Linked DNA regions of Mus musculus: all the other regions are linked to region 1. Evidence: chromatin contacts called from public HiChIP or PLAC-seq data. All regions are on one chromosome and are shown on one strand. Each heading gives the region's core, a stretch centred on a gene start, on an enhancer-like site or on the middle of the called end of the contact. The rest is flanking DNA. Distances are from core to core; before and after follow the strand shown.

Region 1 (4,245 bases), core at 607-3,106:
ATTGCCTCAGGAAGCTGACAGCTTTGAATGCTTGGTCATTAGGGAGTGGCACTCACTACTTGGCAGGGATTAGGAAGTGTGCTCTTGTTGGAATAAATGTGGTCTTGTTGGAGGAACTGTGTCACTTGGGGTGGGCTTTGGGGTTTCAAATGTTCAAGCCAGGCCCAGTGTCTCTTTTGCCTGCTGCCTGCAGATCCAGAAATAGAACTCTCAGCTCCTCTCCAGCACCATGTCTGCCTGATGCCGCCATGCTGATAATGGACTAAACCTCAGAACTGTAAGCTAGCCTCAGTGAAATGATTTCTTTTATAAAGGTTGCTGTGGTTACAGTGTCTCTTCACAGCAATAGAACACTAAATAAGACAGATACTCACGCTGACCATAGAAATCACATTTCCTAAGTTTTCACAAATGCTAGTGATAGTCAAAGGGTCTCTCCCACATTACTAAAGAAGAGTGGGGGCATATGTTCCTGGCCCAAAAGCAATCAAAATAAGTAGCCAAATTAAGGCATTATGACTAAATACAAAGAAAAATAACAGATTACTCATAAGAATAATAAGGCATGTATGAATGACATGTCCATTGTAGCTCTACTATCGTATTTCCTTATGCTGTTAACAGACAAGGACATTAACTAGCTAAGGAAACAAGGCAAGGAAGTTCGGCATAGTAAGCAAATATACGGATAAAATCATCAACTGAAGGGGCTGGAGAGACGGCTCAGTGAGAAAAGGCACTTATCCTTCTTGTTAACGACCCAGGTTCAATTCCTAGCACCCACATGGCAGCTTGCAACAGCCTGTAACTCCAGTCCCAGGGGATTTGAAGTCCTCATCTGATCTTTAAGAGCATCAGGCATACACATAGTAGTGTATGCACATATATGCATGCAGCCAAAAACACCCATACACATAATAAATCTTTTAAAAACATTAAATAAATAGAAACAAACAAACAAAAGACCACCTCTGGGCTGTCTAGTGACTCCGTGATAATCTCACTACCATGCCCTGCCAGAGACACAGACTAAGATACCTTCTATCTGGGCAGGCCATTTCAGTCCAAGTCAGCCAAGTTGTGAGGAGAAAACTCTCAACCAGTGAGCCCAACAGCAACCCTAACTAAAGATCGGGTGAAAGAGGGCTTTCTCCTGGAATTTTCCTCCTCCGGTTTGTTTTCTTGTCCCTGAGCATCTTTTCTTATTTTTGTGTCTATCAAATAACTGGCAATATATTTCCCCACAGTTTAAAAACTCTTAACAAAGGACTAATAACCATTAAGCTTAAAAGACTTGGAGGAGGATAAATTAAAAAAAAAAAGAAAAGAAATACACATTTCTACAGTTTTGGACTAAGTCTATCAACGCCAGACTTCTTTAAATAAATATGTCAAGCAGAGACTGTAAAGGAGATGAATTATTGGCAGAATGGCAATGTAAGGGTGGTTTCCCGCCTGAATCCCTATGTTTGGATCCTGCCATTTAGGCTACAAGCAAAAGGAATGAAACTGAGTAACCCTCAGCAATTTTGTAAATGGTATCAGACAGATATTTTATCACATGCGGCCCCTTTTACTCAGGTCCCTCAGACAGCCCGCAAAGTAGCATCTTCTACGGGACCTACATCCTAGTCACCCTTTCAGCTCCAGTTGAAAGACTTCTCAGCGTTCCCTACTCATCCCATGTACAACCCACGTGCTCCTCCATCGGATCTGAACGTCACAACCCCGGGGGATTCTCCCGGGTTCAAGAAAGACGGAAGCGATCGACCCGCTCAGGGTCTCCATTGCCTGAACATGTCCCCTCCGCCAGAAGACAAGACCCGGAGCGCCGAGACGCTCGATCTCCGTTGCCTGAGCCTGCCCCCTTGCGCCCTCTCCAGGACTCGGAGTACCGAGCGGCTCGATCTCCCTCGCCTGAGCCCGCCCCCTCTGCCCAGCGCCAGGCGGCGGAGCGCCGAGTCGCTCGATGAGCGGGGGCGCTGCAGCAGAGCGGAGCGGTGGCGGCTCTGCGCCTTCGGCCTTCCCCCTCCCACCCTTCTTCCTCCGCTTCCCGCTCCCTCCCCCGCCTGCCCTGCGCTGCCAGCAGGGACTGCTGCCGGGAGCCCATCGGAGACCGCAGGTATCCCGCCCCGGCGCGCCTGAGCAGGCAGGAAGCCAGGCGACGCCCCTGCCTACCGCCCCCAACGTCCGCTGGGGCTGGGAACCGGCCTGCGCGAGGGTCGGGTCGCGAGTGGGGAAGGCCGGGGGCCCGGGGTGTCCTGAGGAAGGGGCGCGAGGACTGGGGAGGGGCTGGGGCGGCCGAGGAGCTTTGAGATCGAGTTGCCCTCCAGGGGGAGAGCTGTTCCCGAGGGGGCACCTGTACGGGGAGTCGGGGGCCAGAGTTCCGAGCAGATGTCGGGGTGCGTGGCCTGGGGTGGCGGCGGCGAAGGGAGCCGAGGAATTGGCCAGAGAGGCTCGCCTGAGGTCCTTCCTCGGGGGTTCGGAGAAAGCGCGCATCCCCGCTGTGCTTAGAATGACCCGGGGGTGGAGGTGAATCCTTACACGTAACAGGTTTTGCGAGTAAGATTTCCAGTCACGATTTGCGTGGAACTGTTACCAGCCGAGACTGCAGATGAGAAATGAGGAAGAACTGGCGAGGGGGATGGAGGCTGAGCAAAGGAAAGCCGTGCCCAGCCAGATTCGAGCTTTTTTAGCGAAATGAAATAGAGCTTGTTTTGTCGAGGTAAAAAGCCAGTGTAGATTAAACAACAGGTTAGAAGTGCGTTACATGTAAAGCCACGGAATAGAGAACGTACTACAGAAGATGCATACGAGAGATTTGAGCAAGCGGGGAAGTACACGTAAGAGTCGTGCGATGTTGACACTTCAGTGAACCGTGTGGTGTTCCATCCACGACGTGGAAAGACATCACGATGACTCTTACTACGTAGACACGTTAACGACAAGAATATTTTTGGTAGGAGGAACTGTAGGCAGAATGGAGTCAACTCTGATTTCTGAGTACAGTTTATTTACGCTACTTATTTTTAATCTGTAAATATCATTAGTTGCGGGTAGTTCCAGGGTAGCTCGTTTATCTATCTGCTGATTTGCTGGTGGTTTGTTTATTTGTCTAGCCTGAGTTTGCTTCCTTCCTCAAACTGATAGCTTGGATTTTAGAACTTGAATAAGAGGTTTACTCCTCATTACGTTTTAGTGTCATACCGTGTAAAGACATTTTGTGAATTTGCTTGATCCCTCTCTCCTGTTGGCTAAGATCAGCTTTTGCTGTTAGCTAAGATCAATATCTGTTATCAGCCAGTTGTTTCTTTTGGGCTGTCAAGGATATAAATATATCGTCCAGATACAGTTTAAATCTCATTTTCTCCAGTTCTTGCCTTATCAACTTTTTCCCGGTGCATTCTGTAATATTTCTGCATGAAATTTATTCTGAGATTAAGATGTAAGGAATAAAATGGGCCAGATGATTCTAACGGAAGTAATGTGGAATAAAGACCCCCAGGGCTGTGACTCATGCATGGATGGATAGCAGCTATGTTATAAGTGAAGTTGTTAGTTTAAAAACAACAGGAAGCTGACTTCAATGATATTACTTTGATTCGGGCTTCTCTTAGTGCCTTACCATCAATAAACTGATATCTAAATTATTTAAATATGTTTGTTTGTTTTTTATAGAAGATAGGTTGTTATAAGAAAGGATACCTTTCTAAAACAGAGTTCTAGAACACGATGGCAACTAAATGACTAAATATTAAAACTGATAGTGCATAGCCACTTATTGGTCTGTTTGAGTGGTGTGACATAACACAGTTATCTTAGTAAATTTTCTTAATGCTTACTTGAAAGAAGTGTCAAGAATAAAAGAAAATGCATTATGTAACTCGATGCTAAGAATGCTTCTGTTACTGAAGATGCATACATGGGTTTAGCACGTACTAAGCATCTTAGGCTTTTATAGATTTTTTTAGTCAGTCATCATCTGCTCCAAAATACTGGAAATGTATATTTGCATATAGCCACTCCCCTAGAAAAATTTGATTATGTTGCATACTCAAGTATTCCCTGGAAAAATCACAGTGCACATTAACATATAAAAGGCTGTGGGTGCTTCCACAGCAAAGGAGCACTGCTTTGTTTAACTTCTTTGTTTTTATGTATGAAAAAGCACATTTTCTCTCAGAAAATGTCTGTGTACCCAGACAGCAAGGAGGGTGTTTTTCCTCAGAAAGCAAGCAATTTTGC
Region 2 (4,245 bases), core at 977-3,476, 800 kb before region 1:
CTCAAAATATGTACCAACATTTTCCATTTCTCTTCCATTCCACATCGATGACTCTTCCTGAAGCTTTCCCTAGTCCTATCAATAAAGTTGAAACTTCTCACCCCAGCTTCCAGAGCCCCGCTCAACTGTAACCCTGCTTACTTCTCCACCATCCATCTCTTGACATCCCCAGGAGTCCAGTGACATCATTCTTTATTCTATTCACCCTACACATGAAGCGCACTCTTGTTTTAGATCCATCATCTAGTGGCTTTCAGTGAGAAGAGAGGAGAAAGACACCTCCAGTGGGGAGTCTGGAAATCAGGACAGATGTTTGATGTCCCAATGACAAGGTGGAAGCACTGCTACTTAATCCTCAGGGATGCTCCTCAAAGCACAAAGCATATTGCCATGTGCTGTACAGTCCCCCGCCATAATGTATTGTTTGATCCAAAATGCCAAAAAAAAAAAAAGAAAACAGGTCCAAAAATGGCTGTTCCTGCTCTCTAGAATGATCACTACCTAGTGATTATATTGCTATGTTATCTTTTTATGATATCTTATAACTCTGTTATTGTGGTAGGAAGGGAATACAGCAACTCCTGCAAGCATTCTCCCCCCTCAGTTACATCTTCATCCCTGAACTGTCTTTTTAAATGATACTCTGTTATAATCACTAGCATATACTAACTGTATAAATGCATCCATATCATTCATTTTGACTGTGTTCACATACAGCCTCGTTATCTTTCTCCTTCAGAGTCTTTTCTCTAATGCCATCGTCTAGTCTCTTGTTAGTTTATTTCTATTTTAATTCTCAAAATAGAGCTTATTGTTGCCTAACCATTTCTGGGATTACGTGTTTATTTTCTTGTTTAGTTTTTTTTTTAAAACACAGCTTTGGAACCCCATTTAAGGATAAGTTTCATAAGAACGAATGAGACTTTGTGGGTGTACTTAGTGGTAAGAATACTTGCCTAGCAAATGCACTGGGCTGGGTTTGCTCCCCAGGACCCAAGATACAAATTAATAAAAGAATAATCATTATTATGTTCGCCATTCCACCCTCCAAACAATGCTTGACTCCTAGCATGTACTTAACAAATAGTCGTTAAATAACTGAATACTGATAATTATAATGAGGACAGAAGGCAAACTGATATGTGGCTAACAGTCTTCAGATCTGACAAGCCTAGTCTTGAGTTCTAACTGATACTCCATGGCCATTGAGAAGTTATCACTTCTCTGCTTTCTCACAAGCTGGAGTCAGTAATGTTTGGCTAAGGGGGTTGTTATGGGTATGACCTGACCTAAATATAGGCACTTTCTATAACTCTTGCTTAAAGGGAAGCAATGCAATCTTGCTATGTACATACATCATGATTTGAGGGCCATAATAAGCCTTGTGGTAAATGTTATATCACTCTTCAATTAAAAGTTGATCTACTTAACCACTCAGTGAACCATAAACACAAATTTGGCTTTAAGGCAGAAAAAGCATTCCTAATCAAGCATGGATCTATTGTGTGCTCACCTCGACTCCTGGTTACATTCTCTGCTAGAAACAGAAGCAATCTTCATATTCATTGGACAGGTTGGAAAAGCTGGCTGGCCAGCCTAGTCAGCAACAAGGCCCAAGAGCACAACTCTAAAGGGAGCTTCAGCAGAATCAAGCCTTGCTGGTTTCTTCTTTTCATCACCCTATCCAGACCTCTGCAGAAGTCTTCTGAATTTCGTAGAAACCAGAATAAGGCCACCTAAACGACGCAAAAAGGATGCTGAGGTTGAGATAATTCTTCCATTCCAGCTCACACTTCAGAGTTCTGTTTAACACCTCTGTCTCTTTCTCACCATCTAAAGAGTGTTGTCTCTTCTCAATGAATCTAAGGTCACTTCAGTCTAGACTTTAATCTCTTTGGGGAAGATCTAGCATATTATCCATTTACTTGAGGCTAGAGATAGTCTCTTTATAGCTCCATGAACCTCCTTCCAAAAAAAAAAAATGTATGCATTTTCTTCTACAGATTGGAAGTGGAGCAAGAACAGAGTTGGGTTGGAGCAGGATGGAGGATAAGCTCTAGAACAAACAAACCCAAAAGATCTATCCATGCCATTAAAAGCCTTGGAAACTCCAACAAGTAGCTGTTGTCTCATTGGCTAGGGTTCTTGTCTTGCATGCCTTACGTATTTGAACACTTTAAAACTTGATACCATCGTCGTGTCTCTTACCAAAACTTCACATAGTCTTTGAAGTGGTTCGTTCACCCACAGAAAGTGGGGCTGCAACATGAGAACGAAGAGGTTCTAGTCCCTCTATGACAGGCTGCTACTGGAAAGAGGGGGATCCCCTTGGCAGCTCACATCTCCTGAAGTGATCCCAAGTTTAATGAAGGAGGCAGCTATCAAGGGTAGCACTAAGCTTAAATGTCCCGTTATTGAAATTAAATATTTAAATGTCATCTCTTAAAATTGTATTTCAGAATGAAAAGACACAGTCATCAAGATGGCTAATCATATCTGCAGGAAAAGGAATACAGCTTTAGGTTGTCATGGTAAGCAAAATAAACCAGACTCAGAAAGTCAAATAGACAACTATAATGTTTTATTTCAGATTGAGGACAAAGACTTAAATATATGTACACACTTATGAATAGAAAACAGAAGGAGCTAAGGGGACCGGCAGGAAAGGAGAGAGAGGAACATAAGATGGTAACTGGAAATTAATATAAGTGAAGTACATGATATGAATCTATGAATATGTTATGAGTACCATTATTTATATGCTAATTAAAATGTGGCTAATCATAGTAGACTTTGTATATAATGAACACATAAGATATCCAATATCTCAATTATGAGTAAAGAATCTGAATAAGCCAGTTGCTCTTATATGTATAATGACATACTTAAAGTAAAAACAAATAATAAAATGATTTTAAAGACTATGGTTAATATGAAATAGTATTCTTTTACTTTCACACTTCAGAAGATTATTTTTCTGTCTGTTTCTTATAACAGGTAGTTTGTATAGTTGATGAGATTTTCTTATATGGGTCTTATGAAAATATTAATGAGCAAGAAATCTTAGTTGTCTCTGTACACGTGTGTATAAGCACATGCTCTGTGTGTGTGTTTGTGTGTGCACGTGCACGTATGATGTGTATATAGGCACATATGTCACAACACATGTGTGGAGGTCAGAAGACAACTTAATAGAGTCAGTTTCCTCTTCCCACGTTTATGTGCTTTCTGGAGAATTGACCTGAGGTCACTAGGTTTGCAAGTGCCTTTGCCTGCCAAACCATCTCACCTGTTGAGGAATTTATCTAAGCGTGGTGATCAGGAAACTTACTGAGAAATACAACAGCGCCACAGCTCCTCCTCCAGCAGCCTTTCCAAGGCCTGAAGGATTCCTTTTCATGTCAGCAACAGCATTTCTATAGAGGACCAAGAAAAGGAATTTCACAACGTCCGTGGGACTTACTTAAAGTCACATAGAGTTAAGCAAGTGGCCGTGGCTGAACTCACCCAGGCCTTCTCAGCCCGAATTCAATCCCTTTCCTTTTTTCCTCAGGACAACTGAGTTGCGAGAGACAGCAGAGTGTTGGCTCTGGGAGTCCAGATAGAAGCGGAGAGTCCATAGTTCTCGGGAAGAATCTAGAGAAAATCCATGGCCACCTCTGGGACCCTGGGATCTCTATGTATAGGATGACCCTAACTCTGTTCTCTATTGCTACATCACAATACCACAGCTTAAATAGTTTACAAGGTGACAAATGAAGGACATGTAAGGGCTAGGAAGTCTATGGGCGTCATGTGGGTTTAACTGTGGGCAGGACAGAGTGACAGCATTTGATGATTGTCTTTGAACTGGTCCATAACTTAGCAGAAAGCGAGAGGACCAGAACATGTGTTTAAAAAAAGCAAAGCCAAAAAACATAGTGGGCAGATTACTAGCCTAGTTATTAATAAAATAAGATCAATACACTCAAGAGGGCTCTGCTTTATGACCTAGTCACCTCTTAATAGGTCCCACATCCCCAAACTATCACTTCAAGGATTAAGTTTACAATATATGAATCTATATTATGCTAGACTAAAACCTAATGACTTTCCATCTTAAGGATCGGAACTGGCAGCTTCTCTGCTTGAGATGCTCTGCCCTGGGCATCTGTATGTCCTGCTTTTCATCCTTTCAATAGCCATTCTCCCACACTCCCTGCCATTTTACCTAATTTTCTTCATGACACTACCTCATGGCATTAA
Region 3 (4,245 bases), core at 450-2,949, 770 kb before region 1:
TTGCTAGTGTATGCAATGGTGTCAGCGTTTGGAAGCTGATTATGGGATGGATCCCTGCATATGGCAATCACTAGATGGTCCATCCTTTCGTCACAGCTCTAAATTTTGTCTCTGTAACTCCTTCCATGGGTGTTTTGTTCCCAATTCTAAGAAGGGGCAAAGTGTCCACACTTTTGTCTTGGTTCTTCTTGAGTTTCATGCGGTTAGCAAATTGTATCTTATATCTTGGGCATCCTAAGTTTCTGGGCTAATATCCACTTATCAGTGAGTACATATTCTGTGAGTTCCTTTGTGATTGTGTTACCTCACTCAGGATGATGCCCTCCAGGTCCATCCATTTGGCTAGGAATTTCATAAATTCATTCTTTTTAATAGCTGAGTAGTACTCCATTGTGTAGATGTACCACATTTTCTGTATCCATTCCTCTGTTGAGGGGCATCTGGGTTCTTTCCAGCTTCTGGCTATTATAAATAAGGCTGCTTGAACATAGTGGAGCATGTGTCCTTCTTACCGGTTGGGACATTTTCTGGATATATGCCCAGAAGAGGTATTGCGGGATCCTCCGGGTAGTACTATGTCCAATTTTCTGAGGAACTGCCAGACTGATTTCCAGAGTGGTTGTACAAGCTTGCAATCCCACCAACAATGGAGGAGTGTTCCTCTTTCTCCACATCCTCGCTAGCATCTGCTGTCACCTGAATTTTTGATCTTAGCCATTCTGACTGGTGTGAGGTGGAATCTCAGGGATGCTCACAGTCATCTATTGGATGGAACACAGGACCCCCAATGGAGGAGCTAGAGAAAGTACCCAAGGAGCTAAAGGGATCTGCAACCCTATAGGTGGAACAACATTATGAACTAACCAGTAACCCGGAGCTCTTGACTCTAGCTGCATATGTATCAAAAGATAGCCTAGTCGGCCATCACTGGAAAGAGAGGCCCATTGGATTTGCAAATGTTATATGCCTCAGTACAGGGGAACGCCAGGGCCAAAAAAGGGGGAGTGGGTGGGTAGGGGAGTGGGGGGGTGGGTATGGGGGACTTTTGGGATAGCATTGGAAATGTAAATGAGGAAAATACCTAATAAAAAAAACCCATCATCTCACCAGGTGTGGTGGCACATGTCTTCAATTCTAGCACACGGAAAGCAAAGGATCTCTGAGTTTGAGGCCAGCCTGTATCGAGTTTCAGGACAGCTAAGATCACATAGAGAGACCATGTTTCAAAAACAGAAAATCATCATCTCTAAAAGCTTAAACAAACAGCCACCACCACCACCACCACAACAACAAACCTTTGACTCAATACATTGAAAAGACCATAGGAAGAAAAACAAATTGAACAGAAGTTGTAAGTCTGGTAAGTGGTATTTGAGTATCCCTGACAGCCTGGCTTGGCCTGCTCACTTGACTATGCTGTGCTACCTGCAACTCTTCTCTCCCAAGGGAAGGCACATAAAGATACCTTTGGCCATTAATTCTTTCCCAGCCACCCTTTCGGGCCACAGACTTCCCAGGCAGCCAGGCAACTGTGGCCCGAGGCAACAGCTGTCCTAGAACAGAATTTAACCAAGCCTGGCCACTTTCTTTTAGAGGGACTCAGAGCAGCTTAAAAGTCAAGGTTTCCAGGGGTGAGAGAGATCAAAGGCATATCTGCCCACAGCCCTCTGTGGTCTGGTTCAAACGCTCAAGCGTTCCAGCACACAGTGGAACATGTGCGTACTTCACAGAACAACAGAAATTCAGCTTCATCTTGTTCCATGCAGTGGCACCACACGAGGCCACGGAGGCTCAGCCTCCAGTCTTCTTGAACACCTAGCTAGTCCCCAGGCATCTCAGACTATTAGGGAGGCTTAACCTGTGGCCATACAGGCAGCCGGAGTCAGACCAAGCCACAGTGTGCAGGCAGACACTGAACAGAGACAGAGCTGTACAGGGAGAAGTTTTTATACTTTCCTGTTGCGGTAAAAATGCATCCTGTTTGTCTAAGTTGATAGGTATAAGTGCACATAATGAAGTCCCGATGTTTAGACAAATTGGCCACATGCTTAACATGTTTGTGTGCATGGTTTATATATATGATCATGCATCTGATATCTCACAACCAGGTGACAGTACCGTAGGCTCCTCTGATGTGCTAGAAATAAGATTTCACTCTCACGAAGAACCTTCCCTAAAAGGAGGGGCATACACAGTGGCTGCTACATTGGGTTCCCAAATCGCCAAATGTGCAGTGTTGAAACAACAGAAAGAGACATGAAAGAAGAATACGATTCAGCAGAGTTTCTCTCCAAGTTAAGTAGCTCCCTTCTTGAACATCTTTAGAAAGAAGATGTCCTTTCGATCAAGGATGACAGAAAAGGAAATGCAGATGCCTTTAAGTTTCTCTCACCACAATAGAATGTAAGCATTCACTTTAAAAAGGTTATATCCATGGGGAATATGTAGGAACAGGCGCTTGGAAGCAAGAAGAGGGGGCCATCAGTTCTGCACTGGCAAGATGGAGGCTGAAGACAGAACAAATTTCAGTGGATGGGATAGTCAAGCTACTGGAGGGTCATTTCAGTAAAGGGTCATTCAAGGTAGTCAAAGAGAATGGCAAAGCTGAAAGAAATGTTGGGCTATTTACCACACCGGAACCTGCCCATCCTTAATTTCTCCATGGTATTTGGTGTCATCTGACACTGTAATTTTGTTGGCTGTCTCCCTAAGTAGAATATAAGCTCTCTGATGGCAAAGACTGTTTTATTCTATGCTGGATCTACACACCTAAAACATTGCTTGTCCCATAGGAAGAATCCGTACACATGAAGAGTGAATGAACCCGAGTGAGCAGGTGAGGTAGCTGCCACAGGTCACATGGAGCCTTGTGTGCTATGTTGAGTGTCTGTGTAACTTTGGACACGGAAAACAGTGTTTACAAGCTGGCAACCCATACTCCAGTCGTGGGGTGTTTTGTTTGACCAATATTTCCAAACTAGAATATTTTATATAAAAACCTAGATTGATGAGTCTCCCTTAAAAATTCTGAGGATGCAGTGTTATGGAGCTGATAGCCTTGAAGGTAACATCCTGGGATGAGATGCCAATGTCTCATGAATATAGCCTGTGCTCTCCAGTCACCATCGCCTGCCCTCGTCTGGATCACCTTGCTTCAGGTTGTCCTTATACACGCATCACTTTCTCAGTCCTGGTGGACAAAGAGAGCTTGCAACTTCAGGCTTGGATTTAGAACATGAGGTTTGAAAATTCCACCATAATCATGAATCTCTGAAGTGAGCTCCTGGTGAGCCATGCCTCCAGTAAGTATTTACAGAAGCTAAAGGGTTCCTGTGCAATCGACAAGACTGCAAGACAAGTCATGTGACCAGCTCCTGAGACTCCAACAGGAGACTCCTGAATGTGCTATGGCCTCCATGCTGTGAGGAGGACCAATTTAACACTGAAGAGACCACACAGAGGATAAGTGAGATGCCCTGGCAGGCCCCGAGTGTTCTTCCATTCCATACGATGCTAGATGTGTGAAGGCCATATTTACACTGGGCCCAGTTATTAGCTCACAAGAGAGAAATCTACCTGATTACAATACACAGGGATATGTGAGAAAATTTTTTTTTTTGAGACAGGGTTTCTCTGTATAGCCCTGGCTGTCCTAGAACTCACTTTGTAGACCAGGCTGGCCTTGAACTCAGAAATCTGCCTGCCTCTGCCTCCCGAGTGCTGGGATCAAAGGTGTGCGCCACCACACCCAGCTCTGTGAAAAATCTTAAGAGAACTACTCAACTCTGGCCATTTGACTTTCAGAACCATGATAAATAATAAAGTGCTGTGAACAACAGCATTTGTGTGCCTTGCTACCTGGTAATGTGTCCCTGCCCATATTACCACTCACTATCTGTATGCCTCTGTGCACATTTTCCATACAGATAAGGACCAATCATAATAGCACTGACTACAGGGATTATTAAAATTCATATTAGATCATGAGTGGAAAGAGCCTTGAAGCCATGGCCAATAAGTCACAATGCTCCACAATTGCCATTCTTTTATGTGATTCTTATTATTGTGGTTGTTGAAGGTTATCTACTGGTATCTAAATCCAGGATTCATGGGGGAGGGGAGGATAAAAACAGAAGATTCAGCAAGGTTAGGTTCTTCATATGGTGTGCATGTTTCTATATCTCAGAGTCAGGTTCCAGGCAAGTAGCTACTCACTCCATTGGTATCCTGTACTAAGATCCCCTA

What was found. HiChIP or PLAC-seq counts read pairs in DNA pulled down with a chosen protein or histone mark.
Region 2: a contact with region 1 is called in an H3K27ac HiChIP or PLAC-seq map of thymic regulatory T cells, with 5 times the contacts expected there. The contact joins the enhancer-like site here to the promoter of Vamp4 in region 1. A contact is called at or near these places in 5 of 39 promoter capture datasets (the C10 cell line, the HPC-7 cell line, hippocampal neurons and 2 more), 1 of 484 Hi-C or Micro-C datasets (B cells) and 2 of 115 datasets of contacts at active chromatin or transcription factors (bone marrow-derived macrophages and thymic regulatory T cells).
Region 3: an H3K27ac HiChIP or PLAC-seq map of thymic regulatory T cells shows a contact between it and region 1, with 5 times the contacts expected there. The contact joins the enhancer-like site here to the promoter of Vamp4 in region 1. A contact is called at or near these places in 4 of 39 promoter capture datasets (HPC-7-derived erythroid cells, hippocampal neurons, liver and 1 more) and 3 of 115 datasets of contacts at active chromatin or transcription factors (bone marrow-derived macrophages, stem cell-derived neural progenitor cells and thymic regulatory T cells).

What each region holds. Positions count from the first base shown.
Region 1 is chr1:162,568,659-162,572,903 of GRCm38.p6, forward strand. It overlaps Vamp4 (vesicle-associated membrane protein 4), which reads left to right and starts at 1,857. Exons shown (of 8, transcript NM_001356527.1): 1 at 1,857-2,122.
Region 2 is chr1:161,773,140-161,777,384 of GRCm38.p6, forward strand. No RefSeq gene overlaps it. Among named protein-coding and RNA genes, the nearest start is that of Gm31869, 7.8 kb to the left of the region's middle. Within about 2 kb of position 2,227, at least 22 of the 459 cell types and tissues checked have an H3K27ac peak or open chromatin away from gene starts, as enhancers often do. A contact at or near this core is called in thymic regulatory T cells, where this site is marked.
Region 3 is chr1:161,802,947-161,807,191 of GRCm38.p6, forward strand. No RefSeq gene overlaps it. Among named protein-coding and RNA genes, the nearest start is that of Fasl, 17 kb to the left of the region's middle. Within about 2 kb of position 1,700, at least 50 of the 459 cell types and tissues checked have an H3K27ac peak or open chromatin away from gene starts, as enhancers often do. A contact at or near this core is called in thymic regulatory T cells, where this site is marked.